Regions from separate parts of the Sus scrofa genome. Here regions 2, 3 and 4 are each linked to region 1. The links are chromatin contacts, called in public HiChIP or PLAC-seq maps. All regions are on one chromosome and are shown on one strand. The core of a region is the stretch at or near the end of the contact, and the rest is flanking DNA. Distances in the headings are between cores, read along the strand shown. Region 1 holds the start of TNPO3 (transportin-3). Region 2 overlaps KCP (kielin/chordin-like protein). Region 3 holds the start of CCDC136 (coiled-coil domain-containing protein 136). Region 4 holds the start of ATP6V1F (V-type proton ATPase subunit F).

Region 1 (3,753 bases), core at 666-3,165:
CAAGGGTGGCCTTAAAAAACAAAAAACATTTGTGTACAAGCTGTGTGTACATATATGTTTTCATTTCTTTTGGGTATTAATGTAGGAGTGAAATTGTTGGGTCAAGTGGTAGCTTTTTTTCTTTTTGCGGAACTGCCAGACTGTCTTCCAAAGTGATTATACCATTTTACATTCCTATCATTAGTGAATATGTTATGATTTCTTTCTTTCTTTCTTTTTTTTTTTTGGCCCTGCCTGTAGCATGTGTTAGTTCCCAGGCCAGAGATTGAACATGCATCACAGCAGTGATCCAAGCCACTGCAGTGATGACACTGGATCCCTAACTTGCTGCGCCACCAGGGAACTCCAAGTTGATTTCTTTATGTAGTGCCAACACTCGTTATTATCTGACTTTTTTTTTTTCTTAAGGGCTGCACTTTCAGCATACAGGAGTTGAGTGGGAGCTGCAGTTGCCTGCCTACACCACAGCCACAGCAACTCAGGATCTGAGCTGCGTCTGAAACCTACACCACAGTTCTTGGCAACACTGGATCCTTAACCCACTGAGTGAGGCCAAGGCTCAAACCCACATCCTCATGGATACTAGTCGGGTTCATTACTGCTGAGCCACAAAGGGAACTCCTAAATTTTTATTTATTTTTTTGACTGGTGTGTATCAGCTTGATGTGGGGTTTCAGTTCCCAGACCAGGAATCTGGGCCGCAGCAGTGAAAGTGCTGAGTCCTAACCACTAGATCATCAGGGAACTCCCTTCACAGACCTTTTAAACTGTAGAGAGTTTATTACCTTCTTTGTAATTAGAATGTAAACTCCATGAGGGCATAGATCAAAGTGGTCTTAACTAAATCTTTTTTTTTAAGGAATGAAGTAGGTAACCAAAATATCAAGTATCTTTCCTTTTGTCAGAAATTGTATCAACAACACTGTTTTCATTGTGATGTTGGTAGTTAAAATACCTTGACAATAACAACTGAGCACAAACTAATTACACAGGATGATAGGAATTGTACAATTTAATTGGCTTTGGAGTAAAACTGATTTGGATTCAAATCTTAATTTCCATTTAAGAAATGTGTAACCGTGGGCAAATTAATTGCCTATTTCTTAAAATGGGGATTTGGTTGGAAAATTGTTAAAAGGATTAAATGAGACCTTATAACTAAAGAGCTTTGCACATTGTACGCATTCATCAAATGGTAGCAGGTATTTATTACCGCAAAGGAGAAATAGCAATGTTGGGAAACTTTCTCCATAGAACAGATTCCAAGATTTCTATTTTCTTTTGTAAACTGAGACTTGTTAGACCATTAATGTTTGATGCAGAAAGGCATAAACAAAAACAATTCATTGTGTTTCTGCAAATACTCTGGAGTTCAGAGTGTCCTGGGCAATAGAATGAAACACCCTTTTGGGTGTAAAAGTTTAGCGGAAAAGGGATTCTAAGCTTTTTAAAATTTGTCTTTTAGGGCCACACATCAGGCATCTGGAGATTCCCAGGCTAGGGGTCCAAATGGAGCTATGGCTGTTGGCGTCAGCCACAGCCACAGCCACGCTGGATCCGAGCAGCGTCTGCAACCTTCACCATAGCTTACGTCAACGATGGATCCTTAACCCACTGAGCGAGTTCAGGGATGGAACCCACAACCTCAAGGTTGGTAGTCGGATTCATTTCCGTTGCGCCACAATGGGAACTCCAGGGATTCCGGGTATTTTGGATTTATTTCAACGTGGTAGTCATTTCAGGTTTGTACAAATTATTTGATTACGTGTCTGTCTCCTCCATTAGAGTCAGCATACAAATCCTGTCTTAAATCGTCTTCTGATTTCCATTACAGTGGCCACGCCACAGATGGCTGAATTGACGTGAGGGTCAGAAAAAATTCTCTGGAGAGAGATGAAGTCGGAAGGTGAAGGAAGGACCTGGATCCACTGCCAAGGAGAGGAGAGCTGCATACGTATGGGAACCACAACAGTCCCAAAGCTACAGTCGGAGTCCAGAATCGCAGAAAACCACCTCGAACCGCTCCTTCTCGGCCCCAATGTAGCCACTTCCGGGAGGGGGCGGGGAGACAAGAGGAGGCGTGCCGGGAAAGAGGCCGTTTGAGCTACACCAGGCGGAAGTGTGCCAAAGGTATCCGGGCTGCAACTTCCGGTCCGGGTTAAGGCGGGTGAGGCACGCTGCGTGGTCAGTGTCGTGCGGGGACAGCTTTCCGAGGGCAAGTCTGCGGGTCGAGAGGCGTACACCGGCGTCTAGGCTTAAAAATTTTGAGTCTAGTGGGAGGAGCGGAAAAAAGACTAGGAACTTGAATACGATCTAACCTCTGTTTCCGAGGGGGCAACTTCCACGGGGAACCCCTCTGCCCTGGTAACGGCCAAAGAGGAGATGGCGCCAGTCAGGGAGCGGCAGTGGCCGACACTGTGAGGAAGCGCGAAGGCGGAGTAACCGGAGAAGCCTCGGGAGAAGCGCCAGAGCCCTCGCCGCCGCTACCACCGCTACCACCATGGAAGGGACAAAACCGACACTGCAGCTCGTGTACCAGGCAGTGCAGGCGCTCTACCACGACCCAGATCCCAGCGGAAAGGAGCGCGCCTCCTTTTGGCTTGGGGAGCTGCAGCGTTCGGTGAGGGGCCGAGAGAGGCCGTTCTGCGCCGCGGGGCAAGGGCGGGGTGGGACCGAGGCCGGAGCCGGAGCCCGAGCCCGAGCCGGAGCCTGGCGGTTGGCCTCGTGAGGTCCTCCTCGGGGAGGAGCTGCTGCCACGGGGTGGGGCGGCGAAGCTTCATCTACGCCGCTTTTCGGAAACTAGTCGCAGCTGGTCGGTCGCGAAGTGGCCCTTTCCCCACCCCGTAGAATCTGATTTGTAGGTCCTATGCTTCTTTCTCGTGGCTTTGATCTAGTCCTCTTAAGTTTTACCCTTGCTACTACTTGCTTCTTAAGCCTTGCTTTTCCGTTTGTTTGTCTTAAATCAAATCCAATCCCATCTTTCTCCGTCTTTCTCTTAAAGGATGCTTTATCTGTCTCTCCCATTTGTTACGTCCGGCAATTCCTTCCCAGGCGTAGCCTTACACCTCATTGATCCTTGCTGCTTTTCACTCTAGTTTGAGTACAATATTCTCGAAACTTCTCAGGTTTCCAGATCCTTGTACACGTGAGTTTTCCCCGCGTTTTGAAGTGCAACATAATGTTAAGGAAAAAGAAAACGTTAATTCTGGTTTCAGAAAATCTTTGCATTTCTACTTTTGCTGTATATTGGTTTTCCAACCTTATCTTTACCCTGATTTTTAGGTTCTTTATAAGATAGGGGTATCGTTGTCGCCTTGATTATTACAAATAATTGTGTAAGCATCCAGCTAGGGAGTTAATTGCAACCTTTTATACCTGTTGTATTTCTGCATTCTTTGAATCACGTGTATCATGCTTCCGCCTTTAATTTTCTTACTCTTGCTATGCCTTATTTCTGAGTGAGTATGTATGCCTGGTGATCTTGCTGACTGTACCCTTCTTATTTTTGCATTTTATGCGCCCAAGCATATTTTAAATTTCCCCCCTTCCATTTCTTCAACTCATAACTTAAAGATGCTCTGTCCTTTTAAATCAGCTCCTAAGCTGCAATTGCATACTAAAAATTTAAAAATTTGCAACTTTGACTTTGAAGATTAAACTTAAAAAAAAAAATCAGGAACCAAAGTCATGGATAACCTCATGGGAAGAGAAAGGGATAAAACTGACCATAGGCTACATAAGAAAAACATATCT
Region 2 (3,875 bases), core at 970-3,469, 130 kb after region 1:
AATGACAAAACAAATACAACTATATTAGTAAAGTGAATGGATTAAACCATCCAACCAAAGGCAGAGATCATCAGATCCCAGTTTTCAAAACAGGATCCAACTCAGAGTTCCCTGGTAACCTAGCGGTTAAGGATCAGGGGTTGTCACTGCTGTAGCTTGTGTCACTGCTGTGGCACGAGTTTGATCCCTAGCCTAGGAACTTCCACATGTTGTGGGTGTGGCCAGAAAAAGAAAGTCAGATAATAGTAGTGTTATCCAAGATGCAGAGAAATTGGAGCCCTCATATATTGCTTGTGGGAATGTGAAATGGTATAGCCACTTTGGAAGACAACTTGGCAGCTCCCCAGAAGGCTAAAAAAAAAAAAAGAGGTACCATGGGATACAGTAATTCCACTCACAGTTATATACCCAAGAGAAATTAAAGCACATGCCCTCACAAAAACTTGCACACGAATATGCATAGCGGCATTATTCTCAGTAGCCACAAAGTGGAAGCAACCCAAATGTCTATCAACTGATCACGGACAAGTATGGTCCATGTATACAATGGAATATTACTCGGCAATGGAAAGGAATGAAGTACAGATACATGGTCCAACATGGATAAAGCTTGAAAACATGCTAAGCGAAAGGCCAGACACAAAGGACTACCTAGAGGAGAGGTCCAGAAGAGGCAAATTCATAGAGGAAAAAGTGTAGATGAGATGTTGCCTAGGGCTGGAGGATGGATGATGGTAGGAAATAAGGGTGAAAGCCGAAGGGTATAGGGTTTCTTTTGGAGTGATAAATTGTTCTAAAATTATTATTTTTATTATTATTTGGTTGCTCTGTGGCACATGGAAGTTTCCGGGCCAAGGAAAGATCTGAGCCGCAGTTGTGACCTGTGCCATAGCTGCAACCCTGCCAGATCCTTAATCTACTGTGCCCCATGGGGATCAAACATGTGACCCAGCACTCCAGAGATGCCTCTGATCCCATTGTGCCACAGCAGAAACTCTTAAAATGTTCCCAAATTGATTGCAGTGATGATTGCCCAACTCTATGAATATACCAAACTATTGAGTCGCACACCTTAAACTGGTGAATTTATGGTGCGTGAATTATATCTCAATAAAGCTGCTGCCCACCCCGCCACCAAACAAACAGGAATTTGAGGTCCCTGCTGGGTGGGACCAGAGGACATCTGGTCTCTCAAGATAGTCCCAGTTGTGGTTTTGGCCCCCTGGCCTCCAACCCCTTGTCATCTGAGCCCCTCTCTTCATATTACCTGGAAGGAACTGCTGCTCTTCCTCCCTCAGCCCCTAAGACCTCGTTTATCTCAAAACTTCGGGGTGGGGCTGTGGGGCTGGGTGAGATGAGGCCCCTGGCCAGAGTGGCCGTGGCCATGGCAAGTCTTGGCCCAGACTCCTGCCAGATTATCCCTCTGGCCAGCCTTCCTGGAAAGGCATGCATGAGCTCAGAGCCTGACTGCAAAGGGAGCCAAGAGAATGGCGGAAGGGTGCTGGGCTAACCCAAGGCAGGGGCTCTGGGCAAGGGAAGGCAATGCCCCCCTGCTCATCCAGCCCCTCAGAACCACAGACAGAGTTGGGCCAGGCCTTGCCTTTATTAGGGTAGGAATCCCTGGGCCCCAAACCAGCAACAGAAGGGTAGGGGCCAAAGGCTCCTCTGAGACCCAGTCCCCCATCCAATCCTTGGATTTTGCAATGGGATTGAGGTGGTGGGAGGGGAGTCCCCTGAGTGTGCCCATGTGTGATACCTGCCAAGCAACCCTCATGGCCATACCATGGGATTAGAGGAGGGGAGGGGCAGAGCTGGCAAAACTGACCTGCCCGTGGGGTGTTCCCAGCCCAGTGAGAAAGGGAGAGCGCGCCTGCGTCTTGCAGCTAAGTGAAGACCCAGCGCTGCGGGGGGAAGGGCCAGAGAAGCAGAAGTTCCCAGTGTGCAAAAAAGCCATGGGCGGTGGGAAGGAACAGGGTTAGGAGTCAGAGCTGGGGTGAAGCGCCAGTTCCTCTGTTCTCCAGCTGAGTGACGTTGGCTGAGCTACTTAAACTCCCTGAGCCCATTTCCTTACTCAGCAGATGGGACCATCGGAGCACCTCCCTCCTGGAGCTGTTGTCAGCATGAATTCTGATAATCCACGTGACCCCTGGCCTGTGGCTGGCTCCCACGGAGTACTCCCAGCACAGCGATTGTCACTGCCGTTTGGGGGCGGGGCCTGGAGCCGAGGCTGCCACCTAGGGCTGTGTGCTGGACAGCTCTAGGGGGCCTCATTCACATCATAGCCTTTGTGGATCTACTACAGAACTTTCCCAGCCAATGGAAGGACGTATGCTGTCTGGAGAAGCTGCGCTTTTCACTCATTTGCACAAAATTGCCTTATAGTCTGGCTGTGCATCGCAGGGTACTGTAGCCTCTCGCTACATAGGGTCATTTCTATTAAAATGAATGAGAATTAAAGATAATTAAAAATTCAGATCCTCAGTTGCACGAACCATATTACAGGGACTCGCTGGCCTCGTGGGACTGTGGTATTGGACGGGGCAGATCTAGATCATGCCCATCATCGCAGAAAGTTCTTAGACGGTGCTGCTCTAAGGGGTGGTGCTGCCCAGAACCACCAGAGGAGGCTTTGTGGAGGCTTGAGAGCAGGTTGTGAGGAATGGGAAGAAGAAATGGGTGGGAAAAAAGAGGAAATTGCAGGCAGGAAGCCACACATATCGCCTCTCCTTTGGCCCCACTCTCTTAGCTTCTCCAAGCCCTAAGGGGATTCCTAGGAGTCAGTCTCTGGGGAAAAGAAAGTCAGAAAAGAGATTGAGGAGGGAGTTCCCACTGTGGCTCAGAGGTAACGAACCCGACTAGCATCCATGAGGATGCAGATTCGTTCCATGGCCTCGCTCAGAGGGTTAAGGATCTGGCATTGCCGTGAGCTGTGGTGTAGGTCTCAGACGTGGCTGAGATCCCACGTGGCTGAGGTTGAGGTGTAGGCCAGAGGCTACAGTTCCGATTCGACCCCTAGCCTCAGGAGTCTCCATATGCCGCGGTGTGGCCCTAAAAAGACCAAAAAGAAAAAAAAAAAAAAAGAAAGCAAAGAGATTGGGGAAGCCCCAGGTTCTCCAATGGGCCCAGGGCAGAGTGGCAAGCTCCCCGCCAGGCTGGAGAACCTTGTGGCTTGGAGGTCCCTGTGTGGTACCTGGAAAATTTTGCCAACATCTCCCTCCAGGCCCTGGCTCTGCTTCGAGGTTCAGACATGCAGTCTGATTGCATTGGTGTCTCTTTGCCAAAAACAAAACAAAACTAAACAAACAAAATGTACATGCACATCTTAAAATCCCAGCAGGTTCCATCCAACCAAAAATATTGAGTTCCAACTGTGACATTCACTCGTAAGCAGTGACGGTCAAGTGTGTGGACTTAAGTGGGCAGGCTGCAGCTTGGCACAGTCCCTGGAACACAGTGAGGCAGACCCTGCTGGCATTTTAAGGGGTAAAGAAGGTCCTTCCTGGAAGGGAGCTGGGGGCTTCGTAACTCTGAATTGGGGGGGGGACAGCCAGCTGTGGAATACAGCTGTGGAATTAGAATCTCAGATCTGTGATAAACAAGACGTCCCTCTGATCAGCTGCTCAGCCGGGGCAGCCTTTGCCTGGGGTGAACAATGTTGTGAGTGGGAAGAAAGGGTCCTGGGGGAATAAGGAGGTGGAGATGGGAGCCTCCGCGAGAGGTGCCTCGGGGGCAAGTTGGTGACTAGCCGGGGCAGGTGGAGAAGGGGCTGGGATCCTGCATAGCCTGTTCCCAAATACCACGTCCAGTTGAAGTCACGCGGTACACACATGCTTGCATGCGGTTATGTGGGCCAGGTGAAGGGTTTGGATGAGCCG
Region 3 (4,298 bases), core at 1,698-4,197, 250 kb after region 1:
CTCTGCCTGCTGGGCGCTGGCCAGCCGCTCATCCTCCAGGAGCCCTGCAGTGAAGGGGGAGCTGGCGTCAGGCCTGGGATCCAGGGAGCACAGAGCCTTTGGGCCCCGGCCCTCGGGGTCCGTCACAGGCACTCACCCTGCAGCTCCAGCGAGTCATCCTCATGCTGCCCTGCCAGTTCCCGGGTCTCCTCCAGCTCTGCCACCAGCTGCAGCACCTGAGCCCTCAGCTCCTCCAGTTCGGTCTCCGTGAGGCTCAGGCCCCGGTGCTTACTGAGGGACAAGGAGCCCCCGCTTCCTCCCTTTTGCACCTGATCATCCTCTTCTTCCCCCTCTTCTTCCTCTTCCTCCTCCTCTTCCTCCTCGTAGAGGGCTGGGAGTAACACTTCCCCTAGGAAAGACCCCCCACCCCCAGCGAGTAAGAGCCAGCTTCCTGTCCTTGGTCCTTCCAGGGCCCTCTAGCATGCTGTCCCAGGGCAGAGATGGTATCATAGTGCCACCTGGTGTCCCCCAAGGAGCCTCTGGGCAGGACCTGCACACGGGACGAGTCCTCAGGTGTGAGGGTCGGGGTTGGAGGTAGCCCATCCCCCTCCCGGGCCCTTCCTGGACCAGTGCTGCACCTGGTGGCCTCCTAGTACTGCCTTTGGGCACACTGAGCAGCCAAGGGCCCGGCTGAGCCCCATGAGGCTCGCACAAGGATAGCTGCTTCCTCCAGCCTCGTCTCTGGGTAGTCAAGAAAGAGTCAGACACCGGGTGTGTCTTTAAGCCCAACAGGACAAGAATTACAGTTTGGGGGTTTGTACTAAGTTTACCAAGGATCCAGGTGGCTTGTGAGAAATTAGCCCTTCCATAATAAGAAAGCGTTGCCTGTCAGTCAGTAGAGAAAGAGAACAGCCAAAGAGAATCATCTGAAATGATTCTAAATGCTTTTCTGGACAAAGACGGGGCCCCTTTCAAATACATTCTATCGAATAGCCCTTTGGAAATTTTCTGCCAGGTCCACCTTTCTTTTCTGCTGTGTCAGGAGGTCTCCCCTCCTCTCCCTGAGTGTTCTGAGGCCCCTTCCCCTGCTGACCATAAGGCAGTTTTGGGGGGGAAGTCAAGGATTCTCCTCGTGAATAAAAGAAAGCCTGCCATTTTAATGCATTAAGAAATGGGGGTGTGCTGGTCCCCAGCCTCTGGCTGGTGAGCAACCCCTCTCCTTTGCTGCAATGCAGTTCCTCTCAATAGCAAAATCTTGCCTGGATGGTAAGAGCTTGCTTTGTTTTAAAATTCTCAATCTCTGGTCCATCTTTGTCTAATAATCACAGCCTAAGGTTTATCTGGGACCCCTTGTCTCATCCGTCCCTCTTGGAGCGTGGACGTGTGTATAGGGACCTGGGGACCCTACACAGAAAGTCCTGGAAATAGGACCAGCATCCTTCTAGGGGCCTCATTTAGGCAGCAAGTGCCAAGCTGTGTGGGTGTCGAGGGTGAGATGCGCGTTGGGAGCTTGGCCTTCTCGCCGGCCCCTCTCCCAGGCTCCCTCTTTCAGGCAGTAAGATAACCTAGAGAACCGAAGTCACAAGGCTTCCATTTGAAGTTAGTGGTGACACCAGAAAGACAATTCACATGCTCACTCCTCTGGCTTTTCAAAATAAGAGACAGCTTGGGATCTGGGTCGGGAGGCAGCGAGAACAAACCCCCTGCTGCACAGCTGCTTCAAATCTCTGTCCAAGGAGGCCTCTTTCTCTCTCTGGCAGCTCCCTGGGGACACACAACTTGGTTAGCTGGTGGTTAGGACCCCAAAGGGATGTACCCTGAACTTTCCCCAAAGCCCGAGCCCTGAGGAGGGTTGGAGGGGGCTGAGCTGAACTTGGGGAAGGGCTGTGTCCTGGCTCAGAGTTCTGGGGGTCAGAGGGAGGAAGGAGGAGAGGGAAGCTGGACGAGGTGGAGGGAAAGAAAGCTTTTGGGGAAAACTCACCCTCCATGGCTTGCATTCCACGCCTTTCCAGGGACCCCCAGCGTTGGCCTTTCTTCCTCTCACAACCGTCAGACACCTCGTAGGAGCCTAAAGTGGTCACTGTGGGTCCTGTAAGCAGGGAGAGAGGGGGCACTGTGGGATGCTAGGGGCGGCTGGGGGCTGGGGTGCAGCGGGGAGGGGAGGGGACATGCCTCCTAGCCCTTTGGAGCCCTGGGGTTTTTCATCCCAGTGGAAGTACTTGGCTCAGTCTGCCCAGGGCTGCGACTCTCCGCCCCAGGTGGCCCCTCAAGCGGGCCTGCGGGGACACCGCCCTGCACTGCCCAGCTTCTCTGCCCCCCAGTCCGTGCTCCTCTCCCTTGCACAGACAGAAAGGGCGTGTGTGTGTCTCTTTAGCCCAGAGGGGACAGGCAAGGATGGAAGAGGGCGGGAGCCAGCAAAGAGAAGAGGCTCAAAGGGTGAGGTGGAAGGGGAAGGGGTGAGGGGACGCGTGCGGGAAGGGGGTCTGGACTGGGGCCGCTGCCGTCCATTCCAGCTCTCACTGGACTTCGTCCTCCCCACTCCGCCCCGCGCTCCGAAGCCTTCAGGGTCCGAGCAGGTGCGGGGTCTGGAGCCCCCAAGGCAAAAAGCACCGTCAGGCTGGAGAGACCAGATGGAGTGGGCTCAGGGGAGGGACTGCCAGGGATGATGCGGCCGGTGTGGGGAAGAGCCAGCCCGGAAAGATGGAGCCGGAGCCCGGGCTGGGGGCAGGATGGAGGAGGAAGACTTAGGACGGAGAGGTGGGGAGCAGCGGAGGGGGAGAGGACCTGGGGGTCTGGAGGGAGGAGAGATGGAGAAGAGGAAGGAGCGGCGGTGGCGAAGTGAGGGAGGGGCGCTCTGACCTGGACCCGGGCAGCTCCAGCCCGCGGCGCCCGCGCCGGCCCCGGCGCCCGCCTCCATGGCCGCTCGCGCCGCCGCCGCCGCCCGGAGCAGCCGCCGCCGCCGCCGCCGCCAGGCCGGGGACCGGAGCCGGGTGCGCAGGGGAAGGAAGGCCGGGCCGGCCGAGGGGGCGGGGCCTGGCCAGGCCACCTGACGCCGCCGCCGCCGCCGCCCGGAAGCCGGCCCTGCACCCCAGCTCCCGGACCCGGTGCAAGCGCGTCGCCAGACACGCCCCGAGGCCCGCGCCGAGGGAGCGACCGGCTCCCCTGGTCTGGCGGTGGGTCCTGCCGGGAGGCGGCTGCGTGGGGGCACCCCTCTGCGCCAAGTGCCAGGGCCCGGTCCTGCTCGGCGGTGGGGAAGGAAAAGCAAGCACCAGGAGAGCCAAATCCTCCTGGCCTGTTTCCTCCAAACGCGCGGATGCTCACACGCCCCTTGCTCCCCACGGCTGAGCGGCACCCTCCACCTGGGCAGTCAGCGCAGACCCTCCGGCCGCCAGCCTCAGCCTCAGGGCTGCTCCAGGGCTGGAGGAGGGAAACCGAAGCCAGGATACTTCAACTGCGGGCCTTGATCTCTCTGTTGGCCTTGCGCCCTCCGCCAAGCCACAAGCAGGGACCTTCTTAGAAGGGGCCGCTCCGGGACCCCACGCAGCCCTTAGTGTCGAAGACCTTTCTCCATTGCCTGCCTTCCCACCGGGCCCCAGGCCCGGTGGTCTGCAAACCACAACCCCTACTCACCTAGCCTCTGCAGCTGTTTAGAGTGGGCACTGCCGATTTTCACTCTCATAGAAGGGAGATGTGAAAGCCCAGATAGCTTATTTCACTCAACCGCTCCTTCAAGGAACTTCTTCCAAGTGCCAGATTTTGGCGAACCAATTGGGCTCACGCCTCTGCAGGTCTCAGCCAGGAAAGAAATGGGTACACTTGGGAACCCGGAGGTTCCAGCACATCTGGAAAATCACTGGGAGATTCCTAAACCAGGGACAGTCCCTTCTCTTGCGCATCCACTTACAAGGTCATGGGCATATACTGTCTGGATCACGCCCACCGGCTCCCAAGTTCACAAGCCCTCCATATTCCTCAGGAGAGAAGCCCTTCTTTGCCTCGACATCCCCTACGTACCCTTAAACACTCAGCTGGGAGTCATCTCTTGGCAGCCATTCCCGACTCACCACCCAGCCAAGCCATTAGATGCTCCTGCTGTGCTCCGACCCCTCCCCCTTCCCTCTAAGCAGCACCAGTCACTCTAGGTTGTCAAGGTCATGTTCTGACTTTCCTGTCAGCCCAGTGTTTGGAAGACCAGGAAATTGCCTTAGTCGTTTTTGTATCTCCAGTATCTAAATCATTGACACAGAATAAATGAGTGAAGTTAAATCTCCTAATTAATGCTCTGCTTATCATTTAACGTATGATCCCACACTTAAGGT
Region 4 (3,852 bases), core at 534-3,033, 180 kb after region 1:
GGCAGGAGGTGGTTCAGAGGGGAGGTCTGGCCTGAGCCAAGAACACAACAGGGAGAGGAAAAATCAGTAAACGAAGGAATCGCACTTTCCTCACAGAGAGAACCAGGCACTGGGCTCTTTCTTGTGATCATCTACTCATTCATTAATTTACTTATGTGTTAATCTGGAGCTGCAGCACTGGCCTAAGCCACAGCCACAGCCACGCCAGATCCAAGCCACGTCTGCGAGCCACACCACAGGTCACGCAACACCAGATCCTCAAGCCACTGAGCAAGGCCAGGGATCGAACCTGCATCCTCATGGATGTAATCAGATTCGTTTCTGCTGAGCCATGACAGGAACTCCATAGACCTGATGATTTTCTGAAGTCCCTTTGGTTGGAAAGTTCTTGAAGTAAAATTTGCCCTTCTCTCATGACAACTTGGATCACTTTACTGGACTGATCAGCAGAGATGAGCTTCTCTGCGCAGGGCCTAACATACCCCAGGCAACAGGAACCAGTCTCAGCCAGCGGCTCAGGGCTGGGCTGTTTAGGGGGAAACAGGCAAGAGTGGTTTGTTCCTGAGAGACTTGGCACCGGGGCCCTAGAAGAAAGGGTGTGGGAAAGAACAGGGGGCAAGCATCCTCCACTCTAGTCACCAGGATGCCTCCTGGATTAAGGGACATGCCTGCACCCACATTTTAAAGCTACTGCTCTTAAGCCAGGCCAGGAAACGAAGATTTGAAGTGTAAGGTCTTAGCAGAAGTCCTGATATTCTGTCCGCTGGGCTCAGGACAATGGGAAATTCCAAAGCAGACCAAGGAGAGCTGCACAAGCAGAGAGTAGACCTGGCTTAAGAAAGGCAGAAAGGGAGGGACAGGGTTCAAATCCCCACTAGGTCTCTTGTGAATCGTATGACTTTAGAATGTGCCTTGACCTCTCTGAGCTTCAGTCTTCTCGCTTATACGTGGGAATAACCATGGCCTTACATCACGATTGTGAGAGCCTCTAAGGGAGATGAAAACACAAAGAAAAGCTCGAGTCCACTCACTGAATGTGTGGTTCCTTTAGAAGCCAACTCGCAAAAGAGTCGACTGCTTGCAGTGACCGGAGCCTGCTCTACGGGTGAACTGGGGGAACCCCTGCAGAGGATCTGAGACTGACCCTTTGTGGGGCTTGGGTGCACTGGACGCCCAGCTCTCGCGGGCCAGGTTGGGCCAAAGGGTGGTGCCCGCCCGTCACGAGCTCTGTTCCCCTTCTTTCCTGACACACGGTCATGTGAGAAGGGAGTTTGTGGACCCGACATAGCCTCGGCCCCACCAAGCCCCTAAAGGGAACTTGGGGCGCGTAGGCCTTCGCTCCGGATAGGTGGGTGGACCGACTTTCCAGACCGTCGAGGACGGGATCTGACACTTCGGCCAACGTCTGGACGCCCAGCGACACCCCCGCCTTCTCCCCGCACTCCCACCAGACCCCAGAAGGTCGCGTTCAGGCCTTGCGGGCAACCGTACCGGAAAGTGTCTTCGATCTCATTGATGGTTGTATCCTTCTCCACCACCAGGAAATTAGGGTGGCGGTTTTTGTTAAGCTCCCCTATGCCGCCCAGCAGGAAGCCAGTCACCGTGTCTTCGTCTCCGATCACCGCAATTAGCTTCCCCCTCCCCGCCATCCTCAGAGTCAGACAGCCAGCCGCGACCGCCGGGTGTCACCGAGCTCCGGGTTCGCAGTGCCCCGCCTCTTCGGCCCCACCCCCGGCTCTTTAGACATGCGCAGTTCCACCACTCCGCCTCCTGGGACATGCGCAACAACAGCAAAGGCGCCCGAATCTGCATACGCCTGCGCTATAAAGGGAGGGCCGTTCCCCAGGCCTACGGTTCCCAGAAGTCCGAGCGGCCTCCCCGGGTTTCGCAGGCAAGTTCGATCCTTCTTCTACAAACGTGTCGAGCCTTTTGCTGTGTTAAGATGCCGAGACGCCGACAAGACAGTTCCCGTTCTCGAGGGTAAGGTCCGAGTCTTGTACCGACTGTTTATGTAACTATGGCAGACGGTTAACAACTAGTACATATTCAGTTAATAAGAGGATGGATAAGTTGATGATACTCTCTAGTGCGATAGAGGATTCACAAAGCAGTGTGTTATTTGCTGAAACGTGAGAAGTATGTGGAAGCCCACATCAGGTGTAACTAATCTGTGGGAGAGGGAGCGCACAGAGAAGGTCGCTAGCAGGATGAAGGGGATAGAAATGAGGACGAAGGAGTACCCATCGTGGCTTAGCGGGTAAGAACCTGACTAATCTCTGGGAGGATAGGGGTTCCATCCCTGACCTCACTCAGGGTTAAGGATCAGGCGTTGCCGCAAACTGCGGCGTAGGTCGCAGGTGCAGGTCGGATCCGGTGTAGCTGTGATGTAGGCTGGCAGCTGCGGCTCTGATTTGACCCCTAGCTTGGGAACTTCCATAAGCCACAGGTGCAGCTGTAAGGAAAGAAAAAAAAAATGAGGGCAAGAGGGTGTTCTGGGGAAGAGGAACAGCACGTGCAAAGACTTAGGGCTAGAGAGCATCAGTGCCTTCAAGAAAAGCTAAAGAATCTGGAAGTTACCCTGAGGACGACTGAAGTTACGCTGAAACCCCTGAAGGATTTAGTTGAAGAGAATGAAACGGCCAGGTTCAAGTTTTAGAGATAGCATGGAGACCATGCCGTGTGCCGAGGCCAGACTAAAAGAGGAGAAACCATTGTGGAGAGAGAGTGGTGGCCAGAACCCATGTAGTGGTGGTGATGGCGAATGTGGAGAAGCAGGTGGAGTCAAGAGGGGTTTAGAGACAGCATGGACGGAACTAGTTTGGGGAGTGATAGGGTGCTTCCAGGTTTCTGGCCTATGCGGCTGGGGTGGTCAGGAGTAACATTCCTGAACGCTATGCGGTGAACATGTTGAAGAAAGGTCCGCTTGCTCCCCCGCCCTTTTAAAGAGCAGGCATCCTGGCGTCTGGCATGTGATTTGCAAGTTTAGAGCACTTGAGACATGCAGATAGGGGTTCACTGTGTGGTAGGCTGGGGATTTGGGCACACCTGGTTTGAATCTCAGCCCTGCTGCTCAGAGCTGTGATTTGGGACTCATCCCTGAAATGTTCGGGACCTTGGTCTTTTCAGATAACCGCCTCATAGGGCGGTTAACTGATAACTGCCTCATAGGGCGGTTAGAATTAAGTGAGATGAAGTCCCTAAATGCTCGGCACCTGAGGCCATCCTGCAGTCCGGGGAGGGCAGCTGAAGCTGAGGCAGGAGCCAGCTAACCTTGCAGGAAAACGCTCACATCTGGGGGAGAAGTGGGCGGGAAGGCAGGGAGGGAGGGTGGGTGTAGAAGCCTGGACAGAGCCGGCCCTTAATGACCATAAGTAGTTGAATACTTGACAATGGATCCTGCTTCAAAGGGTCTTTCAGGTCAAGTAGGGAGCTGGGACAGTGCCACATATATCACTCGTGATTTCATTCAACCAGCATTTATCAGAGGGGGCCAAGAAGAGGTTTAGGACACAGACTGATAAAATATGACTTCTGTCCTCAAGGAGCTCCCTTGGGATTGAGGGGGAGAGTGAAAAATATCACGGGGGAGGAGGTAGACATACAGAAAGAGAGGCCCTGGAGGGGTCTTGAGGGCAGGATTCAGGAGGGGGAAGGGAAGGAAACTTAGAGGAGCCAGGAGGCAGACAGCTACTGAGTGAAGAGGTGCGTGGGGGTAGGGCTGAGAATCGGAGCCAGGCCATGGGTGCGGGTTTTCTCCGGCGACGCAGCACCACGTGCTGAAACATCGGCCGTGAGTCTAGAGTTGGGGGATGCGTGAAATGCTGCCTTGCCCTGCTCAGGCTACTGGCGCGT

Evidence for each region. HiChIP or PLAC-seq counts read pairs in DNA pulled down with a chosen protein or histone mark.
Region 2: an H3K27ac HiChIP or PLAC-seq map of alveolar macrophages shows a contact between it and region 1. The contact joins the enhancer-like site here to the promoter of TNPO3 in region 1. A contact is called at or near these places in 3 of 5 promoter capture datasets (fetal liver, fetal skeletal muscle and liver), 24 of 47 Hi-C or Micro-C datasets (adipose tissue, alveolar macrophages, blood and 12 more) and 2 of 2 datasets of contacts at active chromatin or transcription factors (alveolar macrophages and skeletal muscle).
Region 3: an H3K27ac HiChIP or PLAC-seq map of skeletal muscle shows a contact between it and region 1, with 4 times the contacts expected there. The contact joins the promoter of CCDC136 here to the promoter of TNPO3 in region 1. A contact is called at or near these places in 4 of 47 Hi-C or Micro-C datasets (embryonic fibroblasts, fetal heart ventricle, skeletal muscle and 1 more) and 2 of 2 datasets of contacts at active chromatin or transcription factors (alveolar macrophages and skeletal muscle).
Region 4: a contact with region 1 is called in an H3K27ac HiChIP or PLAC-seq map of alveolar macrophages. The contact joins the promoter of ATP6V1F here to the promoter of TNPO3 in region 1. A contact is called at or near these places in 1 of 5 promoter capture datasets (fetal skeletal muscle), 3 of 47 Hi-C or Micro-C datasets (embryonic fibroblasts, heart right ventricle and liver) and 2 of 2 datasets of contacts at active chromatin or transcription factors (alveolar macrophages and skeletal muscle).

Annotation. Positions count from the first base shown.
Region 1 is chr18:19,570,640-19,574,392 of Sscrofa11.1, forward strand. It overlaps TNPO3 (transportin-3), which reads left to right and starts at 1,916. Exons shown (of 23, transcript XM_013990808.2): 1 at 1,916-2,620. The coding sequence starts at 2,501.
Region 2 is chr18:19,702,117-19,705,991 of Sscrofa11.1, forward strand. The region is part of intron 1 of KCP (kielin/chordin-like protein); the gene reads left to right. Among named protein-coding and RNA genes, the nearest start is that of IRF5, 13 kb to the left of the region's middle. Within about 2 kb of position 2,220, at least 14 of the 83 cell types and tissues checked have an H3K27ac peak or open chromatin away from gene starts, as enhancers often do. A contact at or near this core is called in adipose tissue, alveolar macrophages, fetal liver and 3 more, where this site is marked.
Region 3 is chr18:19,820,796-19,825,093 of Sscrofa11.1, forward strand. CCDC136 (coiled-coil domain-containing protein 136) reads right to left here and starts at 2,948. Exons shown (of 10, transcript XM_013990821.2): 1 at 2,839-2,948; 2 at 1,961-2,068; 3 at 137-388; 4 at 1-44. The coding sequence starts at 2,896.
Region 4 is chr18:19,754,923-19,758,774 of Sscrofa11.1, forward strand. It overlaps ATP6V1F (V-type proton ATPase subunit F), which reads right to left and starts at 1,784. Exons shown (of 2, transcript XM_003134698.3): 1 at 1,492-1,784. The coding sequence starts at 1,649.